Linked DNA regions of Sus scrofa: region 1 is linked to region 2. A link is a contact called in public Hi-C data. All regions are on one chromosome and are shown on one strand. The core of a region is the stretch at or near the end of the contact, and the rest is flanking DNA. Distances in the headings are between cores, read along the strand shown.

What was found. A called contact is a pair of places that touch in the nucleus more often than the background predicts.
Region 1: a contact with region 2 is called in a Hi-C map of liver, with 15 times the contacts expected there. The contact joins the promoter of PPP1CC here to the promoter of AACS in region 2. A contact is called at or near these places in 2 of 47 Hi-C or Micro-C datasets (heart right ventricle and liver).

Annotation. Positions count from the first base shown.
Region 1 is chr14:32,089,818-32,092,517 of Sscrofa11.1, reverse strand. It overlaps PPP1CC (protein phosphatase 1 catalytic subunit gamma), which reads left to right and starts at 1,251. Exons shown (of 7, transcript NM_001044560.1): 1 at 1,251-1,305. The coding sequence starts at 1,251.
Region 2 is chr14:28,167,932-28,170,631 of Sscrofa11.1, reverse strand. AACS (acetoacetyl-CoA synthetase) reads left to right here and starts at 1,371. Exons shown (of 18, transcript XM_021072487.1): 1 at 1,371-1,683. The coding sequence starts at 1,551.

The DNA of each region.
Region 1 (2,700 bases), core at 2-2,501, 3.9 Mb before region 2:
AAAAGCAGTTAAAGAAAAGGACAGGACCCAAGAGAGCAGATGTGTAGGCAAGCGCTTTCAAACCTAGCTAGAGGCGACAGGCACCCCCCGGCGGGGAGGCGGGGAGGCGGGGGGCGGGAGGGGGGGGCTGGAGAGCGATGCCCTTGGGGAGACTGGGAAGCCGAAGGAAAAGGGCCAAAGTTTCCCGGGGTATCTGCAGAAATCAGGACCCGCCCGCAAACACTTGCTCTCTTCTGGCCAAGAGCTCGGACGCGCGAAATCTGCAAATTCTCCCTTTATTTGAAGGTGAACGCTCGCTCACCTTCGTTCTGCCTAGAATCAGGGTAACCGTTCCGATGATTATATAACTTCCCGAATTCTAGAAAGATAATCCAAAGATAGGGATGATTAATTTTTTCAAGATTTTTTAAAAAAATTCCCCCAAAGTTTGAGAGCGCCCCCAAAAAAACTGTACATATAAATACCTGTAAATACAGGTGGAAATCCACCACTCAAAATGAGTAACTGTTAACATTTTTATTTATCTGAGAGACGACTTTTTTTCCTAGTTATCAAGCCTTCCCCTTACCCCCAAATCCCAGCAAATCTGACTCCAAAAAAAGTCACCCTACTTCTCTTTATTATTCTCCCTCTTCACCTCTACCCCAGATTTATGTTTAGGGGAAATTCCAGCACCCCCGGATTCCCTCCATGGGCTTTCACATGGCCAGGTCCGCAAACATCTGGCCCCAATGAACAGCGTCCTGCGGAGGCCGAATCTTTGGGCGCACAACTGCAGCTTCACCCCAGGCCACAACTCCCGCGTGCGACTTTGCAACTCACGCTCCCGCCACAGGACCTATTTGCTCAGCCCGTTTGGCGGAAGGATTCCGCGCGCGAACGCGGTTGTGCTCAACTGTCTCCTCCCCCTTCCCGCGCTCTGGCCCCGCCTCCTTCCCGAGCCCTGATCCCGCCCCCTCCCGCGTGCCCTGTGGCCCATAAAGAAGTCCCGGCCGGGCCGCTGCACTCCCCCGCGCGCATTCGTGCGCCGCCCGAGGCTGGCTAAGGAGTCGGCGGCCATTTTGTTCTTCTCGTGGTTCCAGTAGGGAGAGAGGAGGAAGCAGGGAGCGGGGCGGTTGGGGGGGACCCGCCGCGGCTTCTGCCACCGCCGCCACCACCATTTCTGTGCTCGTGGCGTGGGAAAGGAGGCGTGAATCCCGGGCGCGAGCCGGTGGCGGCGCCGCTACGGGAGGGTCGGCGGTGGGAAGGCGATGGCGGATATAGATAAACTCAACATCGACAGCATCATCCAACGGCTGCTGGAAGGTGAAGGGGGCGGCGGGCGGCTCCGGGAACTCGCGAGGGTGGGGGATTTGGGAGGCCTCTTGGGCTTGCAGCGCCGAGGGGAGTGAGCCCCACGAGTTCGCCCCCGAGCCGGGGGCTGCAGCCGGAGGGAGGCCGCCCGTGGTCCCGCTCTTGGCCTAATCCGCGGACCCTCCAGCTCCGCTCATTCATTGCACGAGGGTGCAGCCTTTCTCCTGGCCGTGAAATTTGAAAACTCCGCTCCCCACCCCCACGTTTCCGGTACGTGCCCCCCATGCGCCCCGCAACCCCGGCCAATCTTCGGAGAAGATTGGGGGGCCCCAGTCCATTCTGCAAGAAGAAATGTTCCGAACTTTCTGGTAACTCCTCCTCTCGGAAAGCAATGTGATGGGGCTATGGATCCTCCCGGGCTTGAGGACTAATTTCTTTGCTTCTCATTTTTATTTTTTGTGAGGTTGGGGTCCACTGGCCCGTTTCTTGTTACTTGGTGACGAACGTTCAAATCTCAAGAGGATGTTGAATCCCATCTCCTACTCTTCCCAAACACTTTTTTAAAGTTGTTCTTACCTTGAGGTCTCCGCGCTCTTTTCTGAACGTGCCTCCGAACCGTGCAGCCAGCAGCGGTGACAGTTTCGTTAGAATCTTTCCAGTGTGCCATTCTCTGTGTTAAGCGCTTTGCGTTCATCTGATAAATACAATCTTAGTATTAGCCAGTGTTTACTATGTGTCGGGCATTTTTGGAGCACTTTACACAGATTTCTTGTAATTCTCCCAACAGTCTTATGAGATAGGTGCTCTTTTTTTCCTATTTTTTTTTAGAGGAAACTAAGAGAAGTCACTTTACCAAGGTCACACGGTGACAGGTTTAAAACCCAGACATCCAGGAGCAAGAATTCATTCAAGTCAGCCTGTGTGTGAAGGAAGGAGGTGTCCAGTGGTTAAGCAGAGGTTAAAATAAATCTTTAATATTGGGTGACCTAAGACTCGTGAGGTGTCTGACAGTTGATTCATATTGATATGGGTGACAGATGAAGTAGGGATTTTAAGGAGGGACGCTGAAGTGAAATCATTCCCCACTACCCCCAAATTCCAGAGCCCACCTATTAATACTGATGTCTAATTCCAAACTTTGAAAGAATTCAAATCTTTCCTGATTCGGGTTCTTGATAATGTAGGTTTGGCCGAGTTTTTAACTGGTTTTTGCCTTTGTGCAGTTCTAAAATACTGCTGTAAATGTTGTGGGAGATGGAGTCGAGAGCATGAACAGTTGGTCAGCTCTGATGTTAGAGTTTGCAGATCTTTTAAGTCATTAGAATGAAACTCCTGAAAATATCTTAATCTGTGTGGGGTGTTTTCCTTTTCTAGTTTCTCAAAAGAAGAACCCATTAAATAGACCCC
Region 2 (2,700 bases), core at 122-2,621:
AACGAATCCGACTAGGAACCATGAGGTTGCGGGGTTCGGTCCCTGCCCTTGCTCAGTGGGTTAACGATCCAGCGTTGCCATGAGCTGTGGTGTAGGTTGCAGACACGGCTCGGATCCATTGTTGCTGTGGCTTTGGTGTAGGCCAGGGGCTACAGCTCCGATTTGACCCCTAGCCTGGGAACCTCCATATGCCGCAGGAGCAGCCCTAGAAAAGGCAAAAAAAAGAGAAAGAACCCATTAGGATGCAGGTTCAATCCCCGGCCTTGCTCAATGGGTTAAAGGATCCAGCGTTGCTGTGAGCTGCTGCATGGGTCACAGAAATGGCTAAGATGGGATGTTGCTGTGACTTTGGTGTAGGCTGGCAGGTGCAGCACCGATTCCATTCCTAGCCTGGGAACTCCTATATATGCAGCAGCTGTGGCTGTAAAAAAGAATCCAACTGCAATGGCTTGGGTCACCGCGGAGGAACGGGTTCCATCCATGTTGCCCATGGATTCCATCCGATGACTCCCCACCATTTATTTATCTCTATTCCTGTTGAAGATCTTGACTTGTTGCCATATTTTCTCCTCTGCTCTCCCCTTGGGGCTGGAGAGGAAGTGGAGAGGTTGAACTTTGACACATCACTTGGGGTACGTACCATCTCCTCCTAGGTACGTACCATCCACCCGATTTCCACAGCCCCATGGGTGGGCAGGGAGGACCGAGGCAACCACACCAGCAAAGCCAGAAAAATCCTCCACCAGCTCTTTGGCCTGGTTAACTCAGCAAACTTGGCACAGTCCATTGGCTGACTCTTCCATCATTTACTTATCCCCATTTATATGTATATGCTGTATGTGAATATATATGTATCCTATATATCTGACCTATACAGGATTCGTATCTATAGATACCCATATATAAGTTTACATAGATAGACTTCTTTAAGTGTCTGCATATGCATGGAGATATTTTGGAAAGTAGAACAAAGACCTGCCGCTGGCTTAAATAAGCAGTCTTGGAGCTTAGACAGGTTGTAGCGGAAAACTGATTTTGCCCAAGTTCTAACAAAGGAGTCAGGAAGTGGGACTCAAGGGAAGGGCGAGAAGAACTTCTGGGGTAAGAAGCTGATAGACTTCTATTTCCAGCAGCTACTGAATAACAGGCTCTACCAGGCCAGTCCAGAATCAAGGTGATGGATGGTGGTTTCCAATCAGAGACTTAGCGCTGCTTTAACCCCTCCACGCTCCAGGCGATGTTGGGGAGCCTGTGCCCACGGAGCGGGCGCAGACACCTGGCCGGTGTATGAAGATTTCAGTCCTGCGGCGGCAGCACTCCTTTGCGAGGCGCGACTCCCGCGGAGGGTTACACCTCGAGAGGGGTGGGGCCTACAGAGGGGGGGCCTGGAGGGGGCGGGGCTCCCCGGGTGTCCTACCGGGTGGTCGCGCCCGCTGCAGTTGCTTTCAGTCAGCAGAGCAGCTCAGCCAGTAGTCTCGCACCCCAGCGTCAGCCGCCGTCCCCGGTCCGGTCTCCCGTCCCAGCGCAGCCGCGGCGTCCCTGCCGCAGCCATGTCCAAGGACACGCGGGCCGGGCAGGAGGAGATCCTGGAGTGCCAGGTGATGTGGGAGCCTGACAGCAAGAAGAACACGCAGATGGACAGCTTTCGGGAGGCCGCGGGCGCCGTCTGCGGCCTGGCCCTGGGTGAGTGCAGGGCGCGTGTTCTGGGGGCCGGGAGCTTCCAGAAATCGGCTTCCACCCAAGGGGTCCAAGGAACCACCTTGGCAGAAGGACCTTCCTCCTGGGGTCCGGGGCGCCTCCTATGCCTGAGCGTTGATGTCAGGACCCCACCTCGTAGTTGGAGTTGGACTCCTGATTTCCAGTTTCCCTACTCTGAGGCCTGGAGGAGCCATTGGAGATGGGGGCCCCTCTTCAGGGTGTAGCGCATCTTCTGACTGTGGGGCTTTGCCCCCTTGTCTGTGCGGGCTCTCACTTCCTTTTCTCTTCATTGCAGCATCCATCTCCCTGGCAGGATCGCCCCTCGGGCCTTGGGACCGTTGTAGACCGAGAAGTCCCTTGCTAAGTGTTCATCTGTAAAGTGGGGAGCTCCCTGGGGTCTTGCCATCCAGCCTGGGGGGGCTTCTCCCTGACACAGGGTCTTTCTGACTTTAGATTTTCTGGTCTCTTGGTGGAGGGAGGGGGTCACCTGCCAGCCATTGGTACCTTGGGCTGCCCTCTCGTACCCCACCAGGCTGACCCCACTAGAAGGCCAGCCTGGATTCCAGGCCCCTAGGAGAAGGATGGTCAGCTAGGGTTCTGTCTTTGGGATCCAGGTGGAAATCCCCTCACATGTTTATATACCTACCCTGAATGGAACCTGGGCCAGGGCCTCCCTTCCAACTCCCACCCTGGTGTCAGGAGCCACCGGGCTGGGTGTGGACCTGGGTGAGAAGTTTTCTCCCAGCTCTACCTGGCTTGTCCACCTACCTCCTGGGTACCCCCGGCCTCTGGGGTCTTCACCTATTAGGACCCTTTCCTCCCCTTCTCGCCCCCTCCGCTGGCACCAGGGACTCCAGTGATTCTGGCTTCTTCCATCACTCCCTTTCCCCCCCAATGCCAGCACCTCCTCTGGGGCTTTCATTTCCTCTTCTCTGAACACAGGTTCGTTTTCCTGCTTCCTGCTTTTCTTCCCTCCCCCTCAACACCACTGTGTGTTTTGCT